Regions from separate parts of the Podarcis muralis genome. Here region 1 is linked to region 2. Evidence: chromatin contacts called from public Hi-C data. All regions are on one chromosome and are shown on one strand. The core of a region is the stretch at or near the end of the contact, and the rest is flanking DNA. Distances in the headings are between cores, read along the strand shown.

Region 1 (2,859 bases), core at 163-2,662, 190 kb after region 2:
TAAATCCTTTAAACGACGTTGACACTCAAGAGAACAAATGGTCCCGGCTTACTTTATTAGCAGCATACAGCATTTGCTTGAGGGGACTACAAAGAGAGACTTCATCAACTCGCTTCGAGACATATTCCAGGAGTTTAAAAGTTGAGAAGACTGGAAAGGGCGCTTGTGAAGGTTGGAAAGCATAACTTGGTACAGTACTTGAGTTTCCTCTCCTATTTCCTCTCCTCCCCTTGCCAAAACAAACAAAACAAACAAAGCCTAACCAGGAAACTTGTTGGGATCGTCAATCAGAGAAAGCGAGGGCGAAGAGGACCCCTTCTGTTGGGAACAGTTGTTATCTGGCTTTCAGGAGCCAACACAAGCAGAAGGCGCGTCTCCTGCCAGGCTGCCACCTCTACACACGAGAAGGGGAGGGAGCGGGGAAGGAGAAAGGGGGGGGGACACACATCCAAACCCCCCCACCCCCTGGAAACGAAACTTTTAAAGGCAGCGTTTTTGAAATATTCCCACACTGTTGCGTGATTGACAGGCGCAAACTCTCCTAAACGAAAAGGGCGGAAAGGCAGAAGGAGTTGCTTAAAAACTCTGGAAGTGTGGAGCAAGGAAGGAAGAGCCTTACACCATAAGAAGCTAAGCACTCCCGAAGGGGTCGGGGGGGGGGGGGGACGACGACGACGGGTGAGGAGAAGCACGCGGGGCCTAGCACTCTGCGGGCGCCTCCGCCTCCAGGGAGAGAGCGGGGAAGGCGACGGAAGCGCTCGGGACGCTCACCTGCTTTTTCCTGGGCCCGCTCCGGGAGAAAGCGCCGAGTCCTCCTCTGGGGCGGAGGGCGTGAGGGCGCCCTCGCTTCCGCCTCAGGGCAGGAGGCACCTCCGGCCCGTCGAGTAAAGGGGAGCTGGAGAGCGTGAGGGGGAGACGGAGGCAGGAAGGGGGCGCCCGACGCGACGCCCCCACCGCGCAGGTGCCGCCCGGAGCCTTCAGCCCCTCGGCATCAGCCCCGGCCTAGGGTTCCCCGGGCTGAGAGAGATATCTGGGCGGCCGCTTGGCGAGGCGGCGGCGGCGGCACGCGAGCCCAGGCCGTGGGGAGAGGGAGGAGCCGGGAAGCCAGGGCCCTCGCTCGCTCTCCTTCCACGCGCACCAGGGAGGAGGCGGAGGCGGAGGAGGCGCCGGGTCCCCCTCAGCAAAGCCCGAGTTCACCATCCCGACCTAACATGGCGGCCGGCGGAGACCCGGCGAGGGAGGAGGAAGGGGGCAGCAGCTGTTGCTGAGGAGGGGAAAGTCGGGCTCCCTCGACGGAAGGCGGCGGGCTCTCCCACAGCGCCCCCTGACTCTCTCCCGCTGAGCCTCTTTGGCTTGGCGCCGCCAGGCCCAGGCCGCTCCCTGGGAATCCTGGGCTGGTGGTGCCTCCGGGAGAAGGGAGGCGGCGGGAAGGGAAGCTTTGGGAGCGGGACTCGGGAGCCTGCTGGGAAGAGCAGCCCTGGGGTGGGGCAGGGATCGCGGAGGGCTTGTTTCGCAAGTTTATTCCATAATGACGACGGCGGTGTTAATGTAATGCTAATATAGGAAACTTTGAGCGCGCAGAGCGCTGCTGTCCATCCTCACGACGCGCCTGGTGTCCCGTGGCCAATCCGTGTTCGCGCCGCGTCAGGAAATAAAGCGGGGCTGCTTCCTCAAAAAGCAGTCGACGCAAGAGGGCTGTTTCTGTCAGCAGAATTGGCTTCCACTTAAAAAGGCTTGGGGTGGTTGTTATATTGTGTTCAGAGTCGTGACCTCAGCTAAAGTGAATTTTTAAAAGTCCTTGGAGAGTATACAGTAAATTAAAACGTTTTAAGTGAACCATTGGTATAACAACCCTAGAAAACCCTCCAGGTCTGACCTGGCATCTCAAGGGTCCAAATTAGTCCTGGATGCACTGGAAGGCTTTTATAATAATTGCTCTTGAGCCCTGCAAGAGTGTCTTAAGCGTGCAAGGGTTGATCTGCTTAGCAATGGTCCAGGAAAATATCATGCTCTATCACTAAAAACGACTGTTTTATAAAATGTGTGTGTTGAATTCTGTTTGTGAAACAAAGCCAAGTACTAAAACAAGCAACTGATAATGCATTTTGAAACTTATTGCAGTGTGTCAGTATAATGCTTCTGTTGCAACTAGTCTTTAAAGTCCTGAATGAAGCATTTCCCAAAGTTGCTTGAAGTTCTGTGCTCAAGTTCTAAAATTCAGCACTTGATTTTCACTTAGGCTGAGCTATGTGAAGGCTTAACATTAGTCCATATTTAGTCCATTCATACTGAATACGAATTTTTATTCTTAATAAAAGTATATTCTTACTAAAAGTAGAGCTTAAGAAACCAAACTTTCTACTTTTATGTGTCTGTGTATAGTTATTTGCAATGCAGAAACAGAACAGAACAAGCATGCTTGCTTCTTGGTATCATTTGAGGTTATATACATGTCAACTATCAGTAAAATCAACTTTCCCTTAAAATTATATTGTAAATTATATAAGCTATACTATATATAACTATAAAACTGTTTTATGTAAATTACTGACATAAAATCTGAGGTAACCATACCAAAAAGGGGGGGAAATGACAAAAATATATAAGAAATTGTCCAGGAGTGTATAAAGTAACCACAACTAGAAATCATTGTATTTTCATTGGAAACATTTTATTTAATACACAAAACTACCGACAGTGTTTGCTTGTCTCATACACAGAGATACATTGTATTTTGGTCAACATTTCACCTGGTAAAAGGCCCATAAATACCTTCCCCTTGTTAACTGTAAGGGAAATGATATGAAAGGAAGGCACAGAAAGGCAGGTTTGGTACCTCTGTTATATCAGCAGTCATAG
Region 2 (2,973 bases), core at 334-2,833:
TACACTTGTTGAACGATCAAAACTAAGTTTAAATCTAAAATTTAAACTGTTTATCCTATCCCCTTTTTGAGACAATCAGAAATAATAAATGTAAGCATAAAATGTTCCTCAAGGTTTGTGTATTCTATACTTAAAGCTTTTAAACGCTGCAAAAATGCATGCCCTTAGCCATGCAGTTTTGAAAACAGATATGGAAATGTAACATGATGGGTAAAGGTAAAGGTAAAAGACCCCTGGACAGTTAAGTCCAGTCAAAGATGACTATGGGATGCGGTGCTCCCATAAGCACAATCCAAACCATAGTTTCTCAGAAGAAAGCACTACATATTTATGTATTATTTACTCTCAACTAAGTAGACTTAGGAGTGCATCCATTCACCTCTGCAAATAACAAACAAATGTGTTTTTGGTTGAATTTGGGCCAATTCACAGGATTAAACTGGAATGTTTGGAATACAGACTGAATAAGTCCAGACAAAATCAGGCTACAATGAAATACTCATGTGACTATATTTTACCAGTGTTTAACTCAATCTAAGCAAACCACCTGAAAGCGGGCTGAGTTCCATTTTAGAATTAGAGATGAGATAATGAATTACAGTGATTATACTGAATGTTAAACTTGTTAAACATATATTACATTTAGCTGTCATACACATCCCTCACTAGTTGTCTGTAGCACGAAACAGTGATTTGTATGAATGAACATCACCACAGATCCAGCAAGCTACTTCTATTTACACTCCTTTCTCCACACACCAATTATAGGTGCAGAAACCCTCTCCCCTTGGGCATCTGGCCACCCTACTGGAAGCAAAATTTCGACATCTTCTCAAGGAGGACAATGTCGCCCTGTGATGGGTTATCAGCAAAAAGCTGTTATTGCTTATATCCCACCATTCATTTCCACAATAAAGGTACGGGCACTGAAAACGAAGCTTAAAAACACAATTCCAAAGTGCAGAAGATATCAGCGTTGAAATGTGGTCGATACAAATGCAAGTGATGTCCCTCTTACTAATACTCAACGGCCTGTTAGAACAAACAGGTCTGAAGCCTATGGCTTTGGGGATGGGAAACGGTCAGGTAGAGAGGGAGCTCCGTAATAATAATAAATAAATTTTCTTTATACCCCGCCCTCCCCAGCCCACGGCGCCGCCACCGAGGGAAGCCACGTCCACCGAAAATGCTACTTTTCTAAACACATTTATTGGGCAGGAAACGCCACGGAATAGGACGGGTGTGAGTGTGTCGCTTTTTCGGGGGGGGGCATGCAGAAAGCAGCGTGGGCTTCTCTCCCCGCGCCCCCAACCCAGTTCGTCCGCATCCATTCCGGATACAAGCGGGGATGAAAAGGGAGCTCAAGCGAAAAGGAAAGGCGCTCGGGAAGACCCAGCTATCCGGAGTCCCCAGCGTGGGCATTCGCGCCCCAGCCCGCCTCCCCGCTCACCGTGAAACGCAGCCGCGCCTCAGGCAAGCTGAAGAGCGGCGGCGGCGACATAGCACCTCCTGGAAGACTCGGCGAACAACCGGCGGCCCGCTCTGGTGACGCCATCCCTTTGCGACTGCGGAAGTCCGAAGGCAGCCGCGAGCGCCCCCTCCTGCCCGGGAGGAGTCTTTTTAGCGCCGAGAAAAGGGAGACTCGGAAGAGGAGGAGGAGCTTCGAGGATTCTGAACCACGTGACTGCTCTCTGCCCATTTAACTCTCGCATCGTCCCGCCTCGTTTTATTCTCAGTTCGTTTTGTAGTGATGGAAGTATGGCTCACTGCTTCTCCACCTTAGTTTGATCTTTCATATTCCTTCTAAGAAGCATTAGCTTTCTTATTTTCCCAAACCCAGAGTCCCAGCATGATTGCATCCAGGGGTGAAGTGTGCTCCTCCAACAGGGATTCTATATTCAGTTCAGTTTCTGCTGAAGTTGGACCTTTTATTTAGCTTTAAAAGAAAGCATGTTTTGATATGTGCAATATCACACACACGTGTGCAATATCAAGCCCCAAATGGTGCAATTCAGAATGAGTGTGGGCTGCGGCACACTCGCACAACCAAACAAAGGACGACATGAATCATGTGGAGGGGAAATGGGTTGACCCAAGGCCACAATTTAATTCAACTGGAAGAAAAAGAATTGATAAAGATAGAGTGGGAATAGTGCACAAAAGATCATTAGCACCAGTTGGCTCTGTCCACATAATAAGGTTATTTCTTTAATTTGTATACTACCTTTTCAAGAAATGCTGGGTAAGTTAAGGTTAAAATATCGTCTTTCCAAATCCTAACGCCATGTTGGCAGAAACATGGGATTAAATGCAATCTTTCCACCTACAGTTCTACACACATTTTATTGCATTGCATTGTAATAATTTATTGTGGTAAAAATGTTCATTGATTTCTGGAGACTTTTTGATCTAGTAACTCAACGATCTAATTTTCCTGCTGCGTCTTCAACAGATGTTATAAATGTGTGTGTCCCAGTCTGATGCAGTACTAATGTAGAGGCAATCTCTCTTACAGTGAAGAACTGGCGTGTTATATTTTGTATGAGCAACAATGCCTAGGTGTCACCTTGATTGATTCTGTGCAAATTTGTAAGAAAACCAAATAGGAAATTGTTCCTTTAGTGATACTACTGCATAGCTAGATGTTTTCATTTCCTTAATTCTCTGGAGACTGAACACTTCTCACCAGCTTATAAAACCACGCAGATTCACCTTTAGGTAAGATCACTCTACACTATTTGTTTATTAAAACACATGGCACAACACAGTTGCCAGTGCGGTGGGGTTGGGGAGAGACTCACAAAACCTCTTTATTCCAGATTGTTTTTATGGTCTATTGGGAAGACTAAATGAAATGTTTCTTATTTTTGTTGACATTGCTATCCTCAGTGGTGCATGAAAAAATGGTAAAGGCCACTCTTTCATAACAACCCTATTTCTCCTTTTAACTCCCACTGCTCTTAAAAGAGCAGT

Evidence for each region. A called contact is a pair of places that touch in the nucleus more often than the background predicts.
Region 1: a contact with region 2 is called in a Hi-C map of blood, with 6 times the contacts expected there. The contact joins the promoter of YES1 here to the promoter of THOC1 in region 2. A contact is called at or near these places in 2 of 3 Hi-C or Micro-C datasets (blood and tail).

What each region holds. Positions count from the first base shown.
Region 1 is chr8:46,265,078-46,267,936 of rPodMur119.hap1.1, forward strand. It overlaps YES1 (YES proto-oncogene 1, Src family tyrosine kinase), which reads right to left and starts at 1,413. Exons shown (of 12, transcript XM_028737240.2): 1 at 772-1,413.
Region 2 is chr8:46,079,227-46,082,199 of rPodMur119.hap1.1, forward strand. THOC1 (THO complex subunit 1) reads right to left here and starts at 1,584. Exons shown (of 21, transcript XM_028737230.2): 1 at 1,451-1,584. The coding sequence starts at 1,555.